Regions from separate parts of the Gossypium hirsutum genome. Here region 1 is linked to region 2. The links are chromatin contacts, called in public Hi-C maps. All regions are on one chromosome and are shown on one strand. Each heading gives the region's core, a stretch centred on a gene start, on an enhancer-like site or on the middle of the called end of the contact. The rest is flanking DNA. Distances are from core to core; before and after follow the strand shown. Region 1 holds the start of LOC107896054 (ethylene-responsive transcription factor 1B). Region 2 holds the start of LOC121207986 (early nodulin-75).

The links. Hi-C and Micro-C count contacts between places; a contact is called where the count stands out from the background.
Region 1: a Hi-C map of leaf shows a contact between it and region 2, with 2.3 times the contacts expected there. The contact joins the promoter of LOC107896054 here to the promoter of LOC121207986 in region 2. A contact is called at or near these places in 2 of 34 Hi-C or Micro-C datasets (both in leaf).

Annotation. Positions count from the first base shown.
Region 1 is chrA10:34,213,722-34,218,395 of Gossypium_hirsutum_v2.1, reverse strand. LOC107896054 (ethylene-responsive transcription factor 1B) reads left to right here and starts at 2,228. Exons shown (of 1, transcript XM_016821204.2): 1 at 2,228-3,315. The coding sequence starts at 2,618. The coding sequence ends at 3,217.
Region 2 is chrA10:33,752,224-33,756,690 of Gossypium_hirsutum_v2.1, reverse strand. It overlaps LOC121207986 (early nodulin-75), which reads right to left and starts at 1,852. Exons shown (of 1, transcript XM_041078527.1): 1 at 776-1,852. The coding sequence starts at 1,852. The coding sequence ends at 776. LOC121208488 (a long non-coding RNA gene) reads left to right here and starts at 3,293. Exons shown (of 4, transcript XR_005903553.1): 1 at 3,293-3,928; 2 at 4,037-4,143; 3 at 4,226-4,467.

The sequences.
Region 1 (4,674 bases), core at 979-3,478, 460 kb before region 2:
GATATCATTTTGTGCGTTATATTATTGCTCATGGTGATATTATTGTGAGCAAAGTTAGTACTCATGATAATCCTGCGGATATGATAACTAAGTCACTTCCTATAACCAAGTTTGAGCATTGCTTGGACTTGGTTGGTGTTCATTGTTGAAGAATACCCCTTTAGGGGTTTTGTAGAAGAGGTGGAGAACTTGTTCGTTAAGAATTCATGTTAATGTGGAGATTGTTAGAGTTGTGTAACCTGAATTCTTGTTAAAGAAATTAAAGTGGCAAAAAAAAGGAATCTGTGTAGGGCTTAAGGCCAAGGGCCGAATAAGGTTTTTCAACCTTTAAATACATATAGTCGAAACTCCTCTTGTATTATTTAGTTTTCAATATTAGTGAATTTATTCTCCTCTGCCCATGATTTTTTTTCTGAAAGGATTTCCATGTAAAATATGTGTGTTTTATTTTTCTTTTTTTTATTGCTTTGCGATTGTTCTATATTGTCATTATCGATGTTTAATTTTAACAATATTAATATTTATATATTTTATAGTAATTAAATCTAAACAGATTAAAAAAAACTACCAAAGTCTGTATGAAGGGGAAGAAAATGAAATGATAAAACAACGAAAAAATTTTTACAGTGAACTCCAAGTTAATACTAAAATTTTTCAGATTTATTCAAATTTTTAGTGTTTTTTAAACCTAAATATTTTTTATAAACCTCAAAAATTTTAATGCGTTTTCTAGAGCTCACAGTAAAATTCCAAAATGCGGCTGGAACACAGTTTCTAGTTTCAACTGTATGAGAAATGGTAGAATCAGAGTACTAACAAGTTCCATTTTCGTTATTAAACTCCCAAGGAATTAATGTAGATATTGTGGAGTGAAGGATCCATGGAGTTTCTTAAACCTTTCATTTAAACATTCAATCCACGTTTCAATTTGCAGTCATGGGTCATCTTGACTTTTATTAAGAGAATCCATCATGTTTACACTTAAATTAAGATTGATGTCGTATATTAATATCAACTTAACAAATTTTTCCTTCTTTCTATTTTTGCCTCAATTCCTCCGTGAATGGCTCGGGGGATAATGAAATACTAAACAAGCGTTGTATGATTGACGACTCAACCTGTCATCGTCCATTGATGTTGTTATTGTTTCAGCAATATAAATTGGAATACGATTAAGTGCATAAGTTTAAGGTTTGAGGGATTTAGAAATAATTTAAACAGTATATAATAAAAATTGTAATGCTCAAGCTATTTGTTCAAACTCAAATTTATATTCAATATTTAAGAAATATTTGAATAAAAAGAAATTAGGTTCGAAAAATTAATTTTGAAAAAAAAATTCTGTCGGTTTAAAATATAGACTGATCTTTAACTCTACTACTGAAATCAAATTTATAATAAATTGTTTTTATTTGTTTTTTATGTATTATATACATATTTTTTTAATTCAATTTAATTATTATTTTATTTAAATTAACAAAAATATATAAATATGAGCATAGACGATCGAATTCAATTAATCAAAATTTAAATAATTAATTATTTTTAACATCTTAATTCAATCCAACCTGATGAAGCGTTTGCAGTTATGTCTTTTCTTTTCTTTTTTTTTCCAATTTCCATATACAAGGAATTTGACACTAAATAGATGGTAGTATTGATACTAAACAGATAGTGCTTTTCATTGTCGGGACATGTGTGACTTAAGTCCTTTGCATGTTTGCCTCCATTCATTGAACAACCATAAATAAAATGAATATCCATTCCTAGCAATGCAAATTAAATATTATATTTAAAAAAGGTGAATATTTAATTATGAATTAAGTGATAAAAAATTATGTTTGAAGTTTTTAATTAATATTAATTTTAAGTTTGATTTTCAAAAAAAATTATATTTTTTAAATAAAAAAAGATATCATTAATATTTTGATTTAGTTGGCAAATTCAGAGTTTTTTAAGTCTTCAATATTTAAATTTGAGATTTATTATACATACATAATCTTTAAGTTTCACCGTATGTAATTATTATGTTTAAGTTTTAGTCTAATTTATTAACTTTAATCTGAATTGTGGTAGTTTTTAATTTATTTATACTTGAAATTGTTTGATTTTATTGTATAATTACTTGATTAATCCGTATTATAATAATTTGATAATTATTTTCACTATCACGTAAATTTGTATCCTACTTGTAATACTTAAAAAAAGGAGACTTTCTTTTATTTATTTTTTTTCAAATTTTTATTCACATAATATAAACCGTTATTTCCAACTGCCAAGCTGAGTTGTCACCATCATCCACGTGGACAAGACCCCATGGTAGCTCCATCCCCAACCAAAGCTGAGATCATGTAGTGACGTCACTTTCTTTGACTTAGCCGCCTTGCTCCAATTGACCCCGTGTTCATTTAACCTTAAAAATATTCAATAAAATAATGCCACGTCATCTTCCTTGCCGCTTGTTAAACCTTTTTACGCTGTCGTATTTTACGTTTAATTCCTCCCTCCCTTAATTTGAAGTATATAAAGGAGCCAAATCTTAAACTACTGCTCTGCATTAAACCCCCTACACTTGCACCAAAAAAACAGAGTTGAGAAAAAAAAACAGAGCAGATCAATGGATTCTTTCCTGTTTGAGTCCCCAAATTCCATTTCCTCATCGGAATCATCATTCGGGTCGTCGGAATTTTCTCCGTTCAACCACAACTCTCTTCCTTTCAACGAAAACGACTCCGAGGAGATGCTTTTGTATGGCCTACTCACCGAGGTCAAAACGGAAACATCAAGCTCAACGGAAAAGGGTAGTCCGACGAAAGAAAAGTGTTACCGAGGAGTAAGAAGGCGGCCTTGGGGGAAGTTCGCGGCGGAGATAAGGGACTCAACCAGACATGGGACAAGGGTATGGCTTGGAACATTTGAGAGTGCAGAGGCAGCTGCTCTGGCTTATGATCAAGCCGCTTTTGCTATGAGAGGCAGCGCCGCCATACTCAACTTTCCGGTGGAAAGAGTGAGGGAGTCGCTGGAGGAAATGAAGTGTAACCAAGAAGAAGGGTGTTCGCCAGTGGTGGCTTTAAAGAGAACACATTCTATGAGAAGGAAAATGACCGGTAGAAGTAAGAAGGAAAGAGATGTGAGGATAAACAATGTGATGGTGATTGAGGATTTAGGTGCAGATTACTTGGAACAACTTTTGGCTCAAACTGCTACACCTTACTAATTCACACCAACATATACTATTGTTCATCTCTATTTATTCTTAATATTTTAGTATGCAAAAGTATATTTTTAGATTTTATATGAAAATACAAAATTAACCTCGATTATAATAAAAGGTTTTTGGTAAATTTATTATTGAATTTAAAATTTAGTTGAGAGTGATAATAACTCAATAAAATACGTAAATATAATAATAGATATGTATTTTAAACAGATATGAGTTTCTCTATGCAAAATTTTTCAAATGCAATGATTTCGTCTATTTAGGGATTAGCTCTTTAGATTGGAGTACAAAATTATAGGTATTCAGAATATTCAAAGAGAATAATGTCTTTCGCATTATCACCCTTATACTCTAACATAAACATAAATATATGTGGATATCAATAGATTATAAATTTTTTTATGCAAATCTTAAATTATTCATACCTTTCAAACCCCTTAATTTGATTTGATTACATATAAATTATTATAATACTAGTGATATCAACTTAATTGATACTTAAATAGCATGTAAATTTGTAATAAATTAATCAATATATATGGCTAATTAAGGTGGAAGATGTTGTTTGTTGGGATTAAACTCACATAATACTCTTAAACGTTATATAAATATATGGTGAATTATACATGATTATCACATAAAAAGAACATAAGTAGTATATGAATACATAGGTTATGATTTACAAATAAATATATACTTAAATAAGACACTTCTAGAATTATGATACGTAGCTCTTAATAATTTTATCTATAGGCTAGATGTAAACCGAAAGGCAACTTCATTCAAATTACTTGTCAATAATGGAACATGGGATTCAGTTTAATGAAAATATTAGATTTTATGAAAAATATACTTTTTAATAGAAATGAAAACATTAGATCTCTTTCAAATATATATATATATATATATATATATTAGCATGTCGTATTTTCTTTTTCTTTTTTTTTTGGTAAGTTGTACGAATATAATATATTTATTTTTATATATTTTCAATCACGTACATAAATTATATTATCATTTTTAAAATGGTCATATTTACAGTGTTTTTCTTTATATTGTGTTTAAAATTATTAAATGTATAAAATAATAATAAAGTAATTGACAATATCTCAGGAAAGATCCAAAGAGCAAATAATTTGAAAGTTTGTTGAGTTTGCGTTTTAGATTTTTCTTCAGTTGCAATTAAATTGAATTACTATCAAATGAAAACTAAAATTATATTCTCATATTTAATAATATTAATTTATTATATAAAAATAACTTGTGACATAAAATAAGTGCTATATTTATCTCATATAAAAAATAATCAAGCCTTATATTAAATAAACCTTAATAGTGTGTGAAAATGTAATTATATTTGAATTTTTAATTACTTAAAAATAAAATAAAGTGACAGAGATCTTTTAATATAAAATATTCAATTATATTGAAAGTATTTATAGTAAATATAAAAA
Region 2 (4,467 bases), core at 603-3,102:
TTTTTGGTACGATAACATCAATTCAGTTTTTCTAACCACTTAATGGTTGATAATAGAGACCATACCATTGTTAATAGACAAAAGAAGCTTCAAAATTTCACAGTGGATCCAACTACTAATCTATTTTATTGTTATTAGTATCTTAATTCTATTCTTTTCAACACTTCTCATCCATCCCCAAGTGGCATTCTTGAATGGCCAGAAATTAAACCTCCTTTCTTCATATATTGCTATGTAATGATGTGAAAATTTCATCTATAACAAGAAGGAATTTGCATGCTCTGCCAAGATTTTAAATAATTGTTTTCATGTTTTCCCAAGCTAATACTACTAATAATTGGGTTTCATAATACTTCACTATTTAAAATAAATTTTTTTTAAGATATGACTTATATAATTTATTCCCATAAAAAAAACTTAAATAGCGATTTGGAATAAATTGACAAAATCACACCAGTTTAAAATATTGTTAGATAGTTCAATAGGTGAAATAAACTTAGAAAGCAAAAGATCCCAAACTAGTTAATATATAGAGTTCATATCATAAAATGTCGAACCATAGATGAGGCTGGAATTTCTAAAACAACATAGTCATGAGGTAGGCACGGCACAACCTCCAAGCCAGGAACAAAATATACGTAACTAGATAGCTACACAACTAATAAAAGGATAAATCAACATCAACTGTTATTCCTATAGTAAAATAGTCCTACCATACACGCTGATGATGATCTTCTAACTGTAGGTTGATGGGAACCTTAGGATGATTTATGCTTTAATTTTCTATTCCCAGATGGTGCCCTGGGTGGTGTCCATGGTGTGGTTTCTGCTCATGGGGAGGCTTCTCTCCCTTACCTTTGGGTGGTATCACATATTTGTGTGGCTCACTTAAGAGGTGTCTATGAGGAGGTTTAGGTTCATGAGGTACTCCCTTTCCCTTACCCTTGGATGGTTTGTCACCGGGGAATGGTTTCATGGGTGGCTTACCGTCGGGGAATCCTTCAACATGTGGAGGTTTACCCCCTGAGTGTTGTGGAGGCTTATGTGTGTCCTCAACTTCGACATTCAATAGGTGTCTATGAGGAGGTTTGGGTTCATGAGGTGCTCCCTTTCCCTTACCCTTGGATGGTTTGTCACCAGGGAATCCTTCAACATGTGGAGGTTTACCCCCTGAATGTCGTGGAGGTTTACCACCTGATTGTTGTGGAGGTTTATGTGTGCCCTCAACTTCCACACTCAATAGGTGTCTGTGAGGAGGTTTGGGTTCATGAGGTGCCCCCTTTCCCTTACCCTTGGATGGTTTGTCACCAGGGAATCCTTCAACATGTGGAGGTTTACCCCCTGAATGTCGTGGAGGTTTACCACCTGAGTGTTGTGGAGGTTTATGTGTGCCCTCAACTTCCACACTCAATAAGTGTCTATGAGGAGGTTTAGGTTCATGAGGTGCTCCCTTTTCATTACCCTTAGATGGTTTGTCACCAGGGAATGGCTTCATGGGTGCTTTACCAGCAAGGAACCCCTCAACATGTGGAGGTTTACCTCCCGAGTGTCTTGGAGGTTTACCACCTGAGTATCGTGGAGGTTTATGTGTGTCCTCAACTTCCACAGTCAATAAGTGTCTATGAGGAGGTTTTTCTCCATGTGGTGGCTCCTCCCCCTTACCGCCAGGTCCACGGTGTATTGGTGGTCGGTGTTCGGGGAATGGCTTGTGTTGTGGTTGCTTCTCACCTGGGAAAGGCTTCCTACCATTACCCTTGGGAAGCTCATTACCATGATGTTGGTTAGCTAGAGAAGGAGTGATGATAAAAACCACCACTCCAACGAGAAACAAAAGCAAGCAGGCTTTAGACATGTTTGGGAATATATCTCTCGGTTTTGTTGTGCCTCACAAACTATAACATTTGCTGCCCTTTTATAGTGGACGGAAAGCTAGACTTATGACGTCACCACACATGCAATTTTGTATTTGCCGTTTACATTGTGCGGTGTTGAGTCGCACTTTGGGTCCCATGTGGAGTCGAAATTTTTGACAAATTTGCTACTGTGAAAATCATGACACATTGAAGTTTAACTTCTGTGAAAAACACGTGGCAAGAATTTTGCGACATACATGGTTCTGCGGATTTTCAATGTGAAATATTGAATCTACATTGCTTTTTGACATTCTAATGGGATCACATGCTATATAGTCAGTTCGTGAGAAGCTAAATACCTTTAACAGGGATGAGTCCAGAAATAATTTTAAGGGGTGAGAATTAAATTATAAAATTTGTGAGGAATTAGAAGTCATGGCATAAGAAAAAACCCAAAGGGGTAAAAAGTTTTCCACATTTTTTAAATTGCAATTGGTTAAAGCTGTCGAGAGATGTCGTTGACAAAATGGTATGAACATTTGAAACTGTGGGAAAGTTGCAGAAATTTGTCATAAAATAAGTACAGATTTGAGTCACGAAACATTATCAATATGTGATTATAGATTATGTTAAAAGAATTCCCACTAAGTTTATCTATAAAAACGAAATCCATAGTACTGTAGATATGATAAGCTTCTGAAAATGATAGGTGTTCCTTTTTCATCCGCTGGATGGGGTTATGGGAAAAGGGGAAGAGTACGAAAGAAAGAAAATAACAGTTGGATTTAACACGTGAAAGATATTATGGTATATGTTTTTCAGATAAATCGATTCATTGGTTGGACCAGATTGAATAATATTTATTAGTGTCTACCCCAAATATGAATATATTATTTTGATGAAATTAGTGGATCCATAACGCAAACTTTGAATTTGGAGTATTCATTGTCTAGGCCCATCGGTACTGAGAACACTATTAGAATTTGAACTCTCTAACCCATATCAAGTTTCTTATGTTTTATTTATATAATAGTACTTGCGGCTTATTGGAATGCATTCAAGGGATTTAATTTATTGAACAAAACATATAATTCCAGCAAATTATTTCAGCTTTCAAAAGCTACTATTATACATGCGTTTCTCTTTTGTTTTTAGGCTTAGTTTATTTCACTCAAAATAATTTACAAAAAATATTTTTAAAATTTTCTATATTTATTTCACAAAAAAATAATTTGGTCAACAAAAAATAATTTTTTTAAAACTAATAATCAGATTGGGCTTTATTAAAATATGAATAAAAAATAAAACATATAGTCCAAAACAGATAATAGAACTAAAACAGAAGAGAAGGCCCAAAATTAAAAAATGGCCCGAATTAAAAAGAATTTCTAAAAAGAAAATAAAATAAGAATAGTCTAGAAGCTCATAATTATCACCGCAACTTTGCCCAATCAAAGAACACTGATGCCCGTCTTGTCTATCAATCTCCCATTTCTTCTTAAAGACGGTTAAAGTTTTCCAACGAAAGCTTTTATCACCAAAACCATTGATCTGCTCATTTGAAACTTTCCTTCCTTCCTTTTTTTCTCTATCCGTTTTCAATCTGGTTCTCGCACTCTATCAAATTCTTTCTGGTTTTTAGCATATCCAGGGATGCTTTCTAACAAGTACACCTCCTCCTTTTTTAACGATTCAGTTGCTAGTATATGTGCTAAACCATTTGCTGATCTTGGAATATATTCAAACACTAAGTTTCTAGATCTAGATGTTATTTGTTGAATATCATGTATATATGCTCCTACCTACAATTTATCTTGTTTTTCTGCCTTGCACTTTTTCATTATTGATAATGAGTCGCCTTCTATAACAATCTTTGGCCATCGCATGTATATTCCCATTTGGGCTACTTCGCGACAAGCGAGTGCTTCAGAGTGAAGGCGGAGGCCACTTCTTGATGAATTTCTGAACAAGATAGAAGAACATTCCCTTCGCTATTTCTAGCCACAATCTCCGAAGCCAATTGAAAATGTTGCCCATCGTATGCTCCATCAAAGTTGATTTTATTTACTGACCAGGTGGGTAATTCCATTTTCTAACTTCCTGCGAAATTTTGGGGGTTCTTTATTCAACCCCATTTAGTTTTGTAATATAACTATTGACAAAGCTAGCTATTTCTTTCCCAGTTCTGCTTACCTTCTCATGCATTCTAGCGTTCCTTTCTCCCTAAATGGCCCATAGCGCACAAAAAAATATTCTACATTGAGAGGGAGTGTTCTGAGTAAAAACCCAGGTGAGCCACTGTAGAAACTCCAAATTAGATTCCTGTAAGAAATTCGGGATTGATAATTCTGTCCAAACTTACACTAAAACAGGACATTCGCGAAAAAGGTGATCCATAGTTTCTGCCCATTTTCCACACCGAGGACAAATTACAATATTTGTTAGCCTCCTTTGCTGCACGTTAACCCGTGTAGGCAAATAATTCCATGATATTTTCCAGACGCTAATCTTAATTTTTGAAGGTAGATTTAGGAGCTAGAGTTTTTTTGTAAAACTTCCTGTAGTCGGTTTGCAAAGCATAAGCTCTAGGATCTTCTTCAGAAATTTGTAATAG